2 separate regions of the Rattus norvegicus genome follow, and region 2 is linked to region 1. Evidence: chromatin contacts called from public Hi-C data. All regions are on one chromosome and are shown on one strand. Each heading gives the region's core, a stretch centred on a gene start, on an enhancer-like site or on the middle of the called end of the contact. The rest is flanking DNA. Distances are from core to core; before and after follow the strand shown.

The links. Hi-C and Micro-C count contacts between places; a contact is called where the count stands out from the background.
Region 2: a contact with region 1 is called in a Hi-C map of Schwann cells, with 4 times the contacts expected there. The contact joins the promoter of Dnajb4 here to the enhancer-like site in region 1. A contact is called at or near these places in 12 of 12 Hi-C or Micro-C datasets (the A7r5 cell line, the Rat2 cell line, Schwann cells and 7 more) and 1 of 1 datasets of contacts at active chromatin or transcription factors (oligodendrocytes).

Annotation. Positions count from the first base shown.
Region 1 is chr2:243,705,971-243,710,790 of GRCr8, forward strand. All of the region lies in intron 3 of Gipc2 (GIPC PDZ domain containing family, member 2), which reads right to left. It also overlaps the pseudogene LOC108350142. Among named protein-coding and RNA genes, the nearest start is that of Gipc2, 62 kb to the right of the region's middle. Within about 2 kb of position 3,176, at least 23 of the 93 cell types and tissues checked have an H3K27ac peak or open chromatin away from gene starts, as enhancers often do. A contact at or near this core is called in Schwann cells, where this site is marked.
Region 2 is chr2:243,817,727-243,822,519 of GRCr8, forward strand. Dnajb4 (DnaJ heat shock protein family (Hsp40) member B4) reads right to left here and starts at 1,316. Exons shown (of 6, transcript NM_001013076.1): 1 at 1,132-1,316. It overlaps Fubp1 (far upstream element binding protein 1), which reads left to right and starts at 1,803. Exons shown (of 20, transcript NM_001037653.1): 1 at 1,803-1,969. The coding sequence starts at 1,862.

The DNA.
Region 1 (4,820 bases), core at 1,926-4,425:
GAAACAATACGCAACTGTGGCAGATTTGAAAAGGGATGTTGTGCCTCCTTACAGAGTTACCGAAAACACAAGCACACCAGGCTTCCCTTATCCCCGTATGTCTGTGGATAGTTGGAGCGACAAAAAAAAAAAAAAAAAAAAAAAAAAAAAAAAAAAAAGCATCCGGGTGGGAGAGCCCGGAAGCTTTACAAAAGGAACACTGGAAATCAGTTTCATTCTCGGAGCTAAGGGGTGTGAGTGGCTCAGAGAGCGGTAAGGAGATTTATGGGGATTTCATCTCTATCCTAAAGATGGGGAAGAGAGAAGCTTGCTGGAAGAGAGATACTGTAACTTGATGCTTTGCAGACCAAATTTTTTTTTCGTTTTTCTTTAAAGTTTATTCAACACAGCATAATCTCCAACTTCAGTGAGGTAGCTGACCATGTCCACGACTGAAGCCCCCTCTAAACTGGAGTTCTTTGTTGAGCCAGCCCCAGCCTCAGCTTTCTTGTCAGCTCTAGGGGGCACAGCACTCCTTCTGTAGGTGTCTCTGCCTGCCTCCCCTCTTGTAAATCTTGCAGGCCGCTCACCCTCTGGACCTTTGTGCCGAGGCCTGCCGGTCCAGGGACGGCTGTGGCGCAGGGTGGCGGGCACGATCTCCGGAGGTAGGTGCAGGTAATCTCGGAGATACTGGAGGCCCTCATTCGTGAGGTACCAGTAGAAATGTCTCCAAGCAAACTGCTCCTTCACGTAACCTTGAGTCTTGAGAGACTAAATGACCTTCATGACATGAAGGTTGGGCACGTTCTTGTCTGCCAGCTCGGGGTGTTTGGGCATGTGGACATCTTTTTTGGCAACCATCACCCCTTCCTTAAAAAGGAGTTCATAAATAGCAATCCGGTTCTTCTTGGGCACCAACATCGCGGCGGCTGCAGGGTCCCAGGCTCTGCAGACCAAATTCCTGCTATCAACCCCATTTTACAAATAAGGAAATTAAAGTCAGTGCCGCTGGAACTCAAAACCGTGTCTCACCAGGCATAGTGGCTCATGACTAATCCCAGCACTTGAAAGGCTGAGGCAGGGAGATTGCTAAACTCACATCATATGATCCCAAACTCTTTGCTCTTTACTTAACAACACAGCAGCCCCATAGCAACCAGGAACTGGAAGAATGGTTTCAACCAAGACAAAGAAAAACAAGCTGGGGCACTTCCAAAGAAGGACCTCCCAGGGTCTCCAGGGACCGTCCAAGGGAGGCCACTGCTGTCCTGGGGTAGGCTTTGCCTACTTTGTTTTGGTTTTTCTTTTGCAACGCACCAAATGTGGTTTTCCAAGGCATTAATCCTTAGCAGCCTAACCTAGGGAGAGGGGAGGGCAGGTAATTGGAAGCTGCGTGTCCCATCTACACCTCTCCAATAGCACATACCCTGTGGGAACAAAGGCCGTGCTTAGCCAGATCCACTCTCTGGCAAAGAACTGGATACTCAGAGGTTTGTATGCATTTCCTGATTTTTCTTTTTTCAGTTTAAGCCATTAAGCCCACTTCTTTAAAAATATCACATTGACCGAAATAAAAAGAAATCAGAATCTAAGTAAGCACAGGCTACTGATCCATGACCTCTGCAAATGTGTCCAAGTCCCTTTGGCTGCACTCTCTCTGCAGCTGCAGCTCAGTGCAGGGCACAGGGGCTCTACCATCAAGAAGACAGTTGAGCCTGCCGTCAGTGAGGACCTGCAGAACATGCTGTCAGGTTGGAGCAGGCAGAGAGGTCTGTGCAGACATCAGAGGTACAGGTGAGTGTGTTCTTGATAAGAACCCTAGACCGGTTTGTATCTTCTGCCAAGTTCTGTTTTCTTTCTGGGTATCTAGGTCAATGAGATTAAGAATCTTACACATTCATTCACTTTAACCTAAATTTAGGGTCAGGATCTCCAAAACCCAAGTTTTCCTCTGAAAGTTATCATAGGATGAAGAGGCAGCCTCCCGGAAAGGAAAGAAGCCATCCATGGTGTTGAGATGGTGCCCAGATGTTAGTCAGTGACTGAGCAACTGTCCGGAACAGCGAGGCTGCACCCGCAGGCTCACAGCTCTGACCTTGCCAGTCACTACATGTCCCTGGGGAAGAAAGGATTCTCAGCTGCTCAGAGCACAGTTCCAAAAAGAGTGTCCAGTGAGAAAGAATAGGTCAGTCTGTCATCAGCACTGACCAGCAGTGCGAGTGTTCCCAGCCCAGGGTCACCGGTAAAGCAGGGAAGTCAGTCTTGGCTGGATGGTACCAGCAAGTGAACAACACATACGAGCGTGCACACCACACTCACGTTTTGCCACCTCCCAACAGAGCTGGGAAACATGCCGTGCACACGCGCCCACATCGCTCCACTCCACTCTGCTACAAACAGCACACAGCGCGCACACTGCTACCGCCACAGTGTCCCCCTGCCACCCAGCCAGCACTCTTTGCTTTCAAAACAATATTCCCTACGGAGGAGACAGTAAACTGCTCACTTCTCACACGTATGATTTATTCTAGTACTACATACATGCGTGCTCTAATCGAGTCTGTGGAGCGGATCGGCCCTGTAGATGTGCTAACGGATGGGAGAAGACCCAGCCGGAAAGCGTGCTGCCCCAACCCCTGAGTTCGAGTCCTGGATTCTGTAAGAGTAGAGAACCCGGGCTGGGTGGTAAGCACGCACACATTGACTGTAGACGAGAGACAATTTCAGTTCCCGTCGCCATCACTGCCCCACTGGGATGGACTGTAGCCGGAACGGTGAGCTAAAATAAATGCATTCTCCACTGTCTGCCAGGATATTTTATCACAGCCACAGAAACGAAGCTGGGACGGGTCTCCTCCCGTATCTTACTCCTCCCCACAACAGCAGTCTAGAAGGGAAATTACGTAAAGTAGAAGAGTGTTCATTCTTAACAAATATAGAGCTGTAAAAAGTTTGCGCATGTACTCCCTGCAGACCACGCCCCAGGCTCCGCACCTCCCCAGCCGGAGCAGGGAACACACGCTGACTGTCTCTGTCACCCAGAGTCCGTGCCGACACTTGGGCTCACTCTTGGCATCCTATATGTCTGCGTAACTGCTTAGGACCGTGCACCCATCACTGAGTATCAGGCAGAGTGCCCCCAAAATCTATCATAGGATTCTATCCTCTTCTCTGTGACGGCCATCTTCTCAGAGAGTGTCACTTCCAAACTCACCACTTGGTGGCACTAAAGCAGAAGTTAAACTCTGGTTTAGACAGCCTCCAGACTGGCATCGCCCAGCCAGGCTTTTTCTAAGATTTGAGGAGGTTTCAGGGACAGGTCAGCTTGTTCCTACATGAAAATGGGCAAGACGATCCTGCTCGCTCACTGTGAGGCTGGCCAAGGAGAAGACAGGTTTAATGTTCGGGGAATGCTTAAAAGATTCTGAACGTTGATAGTCTGGCCGAATTTGGAGCGTAGCCTACCTCAGCAAGTCTGGGCAGCCAGGACAAAGCCCTAAACCCATCAGTTCACAGAAATGGGGAGACACAAGGCTTCTCTGGGGATGTTAGGAGAGGACGTGGTTCAGACTGTAGATCTGATAACCAGTCCCAACCTGTAAAGTCACTACACTCACACATAAGGATTCTCCTCCCTACCCAGGAGGTGCATGGGTACCGGCCCGCCTGCCACCCATCATTGAGAATATAGAACACTCCAGCTCGGCGAGGCCAGCTGCTTCTGCAGTGAACCAAGTGTCACCGAGAGACAGCTGTGTTTCTCCCAAACCTTCCCGTAGCTGTTATATCTGTCACTCTAATTACGCGATTTAATTTTAAAGAACTTGAGCTGATGACACGGGGAGCTATAATTACCATGAAAATTAGGTTGAGCGCTTTGGAGCAACTCCATAAAAGGAGGGGGTGGGGGGGAGGGAGACACTAGAAAAAGTATTTTTACCACGATCGGTCCACAAACCTGACTCTTCTTTTTAATGGAAAGAACTAAGAAAGATGTCTGGTTAGGTGTGGCAGCGGTGACACTCAGGAGACAGAGACAGGACAATCAGAGTTCAAGGTCAACCCTGGCTACAGGAACTGTGAAGGAAGGAATGAAGCAAGCTGGGGAGAGGAGATTTCACACACTCCGGTTCATGTGGCCTACCCAACGAAAAGGTCTTCGAGGAGCTAAAGGACAAAGATACCCTATGAGCCTGGCAACCTGAGCCCCATCCACAGGACCAATAAACTCATCCTCTGACCTCCACCAACGTGTGTAGCACCTGTACCACATATATGCACATGAGTAATGACAGTGGAGAATGAAAATAAGTAATAAGGATGGTAATGGTAATGAATTAAAGGCCTTTTAGGTCAAGAATAGAAAAACAATGTACAGTTTTCTGTTCCAAATCAAAACACAGCCTTTATTCAGACATGAAGCGCTTTAGTGACTACTGGCTGGCATTTTTTTAGCAAGCCTACAAACTCCCAATCTTAGCTGTGTAGTAGGAGGAAAAGCCTTTGTCTCCAGCCCTACCCCAAAGCCAGGATGTGAATCCCAGTGAAATCAGTGTAGACAGAACTGATTCCAAAGCCTGTTCTCAGGAGAAGTATTACGGCAGTCTCTCAGTTTCTGCATGACACCAGGGCCTTAGCCTGGAGTACGATGTCACACCTAAGGGCAGAAACAGGATCTCAGCAAATGGTAGGCACCAAGGGGATCGACTCTGCCTGAGAATTGTTCAGCGGTTGATAGTCCAGGGACTGGGGTACCGCTCAGAGCACGTGCCTGGTACACCCAAGACCCCAGGGACCATCTAGAACTTCTTTTTAAGTTTCAGAAACCAGGAGGAAAGGCA
Region 2 (4,793 bases), core at 66-2,565, 110 kb after region 1:
TGGGATTGGCACTGAGGGCACGTAGCAACCAAAGATGCTGCAAAGTATTGCACCACACAAAGCATACAGCCAAGAATCATCTAGTCCAAGACTTCAATAGCATTGAGGATGAAAAACCTTGGTCTATGCAGATTCCAATGTACTCCATTCTAGAATACCCACCTTTCCAGGAGTATATACAGTTTTGTAAAAAAGTAGAAAGGAAGATCCTTTCAATATTTAGAAAAAAAAAACTAAATGATGATAATATGGTTAGAGGAGTAAATAAAACTGTAAATTATTTCAACCAGAACATCTAATTAGTATACAAATCTAAATAATGAAATAAAAACATCAACTACTGATGAGTACATGCTCTTTGCTGGGCAAACTTTCTCAAAATACGGCTGAAGTGTTCTCATTAGCTAGTTTTCCTATGTATTGCTGATTAAATCTGTAGCTCAATACCTTTACTGCTCTTCTAAATCCACGAACATTCTTAGATACCTGTGAACTGGTTAAAAAGGACAAGCAGAGCCATAAAATGGCTAAGACAGAGCTGGTTTTAAGAAAATCATGCTGTTTGTATCTGCAAGCACCTGACTTGGTAACCGATAGTGGGTCTCGAACAAGTGGACACATTAGCTATCAGAAAGCCAGAGGCAAATATTTCTCATTCTAAGATTGGTGATTAAAAAAAAAAAATACTTCTTAGACTAATTCAGAGAGGGGGGAAATGTCATACGTTAGACAGTCCATTTTACTTTTCTTTCTTTCTTAGCTAAACTAGGGGCAGGGGTCATTGTAGCGTACCTAAGTATAAACAGAATACCCAAGAACCCTCATTCACCATAGTAATTCCTAACATTAGGCTAGCGTGGCTAAGACACGCTCACGAATAATCTGTAGAAATGTGGCTATTGGCATATGCAAATATTAGAAACTGCCTCCAAAACCATCTAGTCCAGAAATCAGAGTTCAGAACATCACAATTATCTGATTACCCGCAGGGGCGTAGGGGGTGGGGTGGACAAAACGAAGTCAAGCCAGTTTGTGTCAAGAACACGACATGTTGACTCGAAGGGGCACTCGGTAGGATTGGCCAAAGGCACACAACGCTAGGTGTCTAAAGACTGAATTTGCAACACTCACGTTTTTAAAGGACAAAGGGAGGTCATATTTTCACCATCCGCTCGCCCACATTATTTTACATATAGATTCGGTAGGTAATCAGCTCGAGAACTAAGGGCCCGGTGGTCTGAGTTCATCCCCGCTTGTGACGGGCCGGGCTGGAGGTCACAGGCGGCGGCAGCTCAGCGCCCCGCAGCATGCTGGGCTCCCGCCGGGCGGCAGACGGTTCCGCAGCCTCGCCGCGGACGCCCCGCGAGGCCCTCGGGCTCTGCGGCCTCGCGCTCGCGGGACACTGTTGCGTGACGTCCACGCCCGACGACGTCAAGCCCCTCCCTACGGAAACAGGGAAGGACACTAGCTCCCTACTCCGCGGCGGCCTTTAGTGTTCTACAACCGCGGGTGGCAAACGTCTCTGAGTGAGGCGGCAGGCTCACCCGCAGGTGAGGGAACAATAGCCCGCAAGCGCGCTGAGAGGAGGCGCCCAGTTATACCCTACTCTCGTAGGATCCTAGTCAAGTCTCGCGATGTTTTTCGCTGGGCGTCCCTTCTCAGCACCCGCTCCCCGCGGCCAACCACGCGTCGGCTCTGAAACATCGCGGGATTTCCGTCTCCTAGTCTCCGCCCCTTTACGGCACGATGGTCGTGCAAGAATGTGATACAGCCTCGACGGCCGCCATCTTATTTCTTTCTTAGCAGTTAGCCGAGAGGGGAACCTCCGCGAGGAAACAGCGGCGTCTTCTATAGCGTGGGTATGGCCGACTACTCAACAGTACCTCCGCCGTCTTCTGGCTCAGCTGGCGGCGGCGGCGGCGGAGGAGTTAATGATGCTTTCAAAGATGCCCTGCAGAGAGCGCGGCAGGTGAGCATGGACCGCGCGGCGGCTTCCATAGAGCCACTGGCGGGGTAGGTCTGGCCCTGCTCGCCCTCCGGACTGCGGCCTGAGGAGATGGCGTTTTCTCACGGGGGTCCCAGCTGCTCTTGGTCGAGCTGGTTGTGGTGGTCTGAAGCCCCCCCCCCCACGCGCTCTCCCCAAGCGTGGCCACAGGGCCTCCCTCACTTCCGCACGGCGGCCTCTCCACGGAGTGCACTTAGCCCCGTTTCCCTCGGGTCAGTTTCCGTTTGACACGGGAGCGTGGAAGGTTCTGGGAGCTTGGGTCACGACTGGGGCATAGCAGGGTTGTCCCGTTAGCGGTTTTCATCGCTTCCCGCCCCGCCGAGCTCTACACCCTCGCTGTAATTAGACTAACGTTCACCTTCCCGTTTACGAGGGAGACTTTTCCCGAGCGTCCTTCCTCGGGGCGGGATTTGTGCGACATTCCACCAATCCTTTCCACTACCCTCTCAAAATGGCCTCAGGCCCATTCTTACCAAGCTTTCAGTTTGAATCTGCCTCTCCCAAATCGGAAACCTACAACCTCTTTGTGTTACGTAGGGACGCACTGTTGCCCCGAAGGCACCGTTTTCCCACCTGAAAAGGGTTGGGGAAATAAAAGTGCTTGTGTTTTAACTCCCCCCCCCCCGAATCTTTAGGGTAGCCCCTTGACTTCTTTGTAGCTTAAAAATGTGTGTATATAATGTTGTCCTGCCGGGCGTGGTGGTGCTCAACTTTAGTCCCAGCACTCGAGAGCCTGGGAGATCTCTTGAGTTTGAGACCAGTCGGGAAGACCAAGAGAGAGACCTGTCTCAAAAAAGTACGTCTCCGGATTTGTTTGTAAGCTAAAATAAACCTTGATGGCACTCTTGTAGTAGTTAGACATTTTGTACTAGTGTTGAACTAACAGGTTTTTAAAGCCAGTTTTGACTATAATACAAACTTATTTCCTAGGCCCCCGGTCAGGACCGAATCAAAGTTTATCAAATCTACCCTGATATAGCAAGCACACTTAACCATCTAGTGCATAGATTTTTATTTATCTCAGAAGAGGAATTCAGTGAGCAACACGTGTATATAAAAATCAGAGGACAACTTGTGAGAGTTGGTTCTCCTACCATGGAGGACCCTTTGGCCGGATGTAAATGGACAGACTCAGGGACAAGTGTGTCTACCTGGGCATCTGAGGAAAGTTTGTTTACCTAGAGCCCACGCAGGCCTGAGCTATAAGGCTTACTGCTGAATTGTCTCTGGTGCTTATTAGTAGGTGTGCTCCACCCGATCAGTCGTGAAAGATCTTTAAGTGTAATTTGTATTCTTGTGAGGTAAAAGAAATAATAGTGAACAGGTAGGCAATGCCTTGATTAGTAAAACAAAACACGACAATTATATATAGATATTTGTACCATGAGGTAGGCACTGTACAGAATGCTGGAAAAGGAGGCCTCACTGAATGGTGGGTGACGTTCATGGTAGTGGAATGAGGAGTGAGTGTCAGCCAGCATACAAGAAGCTGCTGCTTGCTGCACAAACCTGAACAATGACAACTCTAAGAGCCAAGTCAACCAAGCCTAGATAGCGGAGGAGGAGGGAAAGGGTGGGATGTGAGAAAACTTTAGATTCCGTTGTTAGCAAGCGTTGACTGTGATCATACAAGTGTTTGTTGTAGATAATAGTGTTTGTTAGACCTCTGGACATTCTGGGTAAGATTCCGTCAGGACCTTGCCCTGTATAAGGCACACCATGTATATTAAATTGAATAAGCTTATGCTTTATGTGTAAAGGGACTAAGGTTTCACTATTTAGTTCTGACTGTCCTGGAACTCCCTGCAGACTAAGCCTGCTTCTGCCTTTATGATTAAGGCTGTGTGCCATTCATGCCCAGCTGAGATTTTGTTTTTAAGCCCTTTTGCCTTGCCCTCCTGAGTGCTGGAATTACAGGCCTGCCTGCACTGGTCCAGGCACACCTTTCTTTTTTAATTATTTATTTACATTCCTGCCCCCAGTTCCTCACCCCATTCCCTCTCCTCACTCCCCCATCCCCCTTCCCTGGGGCCTCAAGTCTCTCAAGGATTAGTTGGATCTTCTCCCACTGAGGCCAGACAAGACAATCTTTTGCTGTATATATGTTGGGGCTTGGACAGCTGGAGTATACTGCCGGACACACTATAAGTTAAGTACAACTGTGTCTGTGAGGATGAATAAACACATTGTTAAACTTTCCAAAAGAAAATTTTGGGGGGCTGGAGAGATGGCTCAATGGTTAAGAGCGCTGACTGTGCCTCCAGAGGTCCTGAGTTCAATTCCCAGCAACCACATGGTGGCTCACAACCATCTGTAATGGGATCTGATGCCCTCTTCTGGTGTGTCTGAAGACAGTGACAGTGTACTCATATATAATAAATAAATAAATCTTTAAAAAAAAAAAAGAAAGAAAGAAAATTTTGAATGTTGCTATGGACCCTGCCTAGGAAGTCCTAGAAGTAGATTTGCACCCCCACCCTTAAACTACTAAGGAAAGTGTGGGCTGAAGTGTAAAAAAATGTACATTTTTGGGTCATTATCTTCTGAAAATTATCTTTAACTCCAAAATTAGTAAGGATGGGTCAATGGAGAAGGTGGTAAATGCTGGTTTGGTTTGATTTTGTTTGAAGAAAGAAAGCACAGAAATACAGTAGAGCAAAAATCAAGTGGAGGGGCTGGAGAGATGGCTCAGCGGTTAAGAGCACTGACTGCTCTTCCAGAGGTCCTGAGTTCAATTCCCAGCAACCACATGGTGGCTCACATCCATCTATAATCAGGTCTGGTGCCC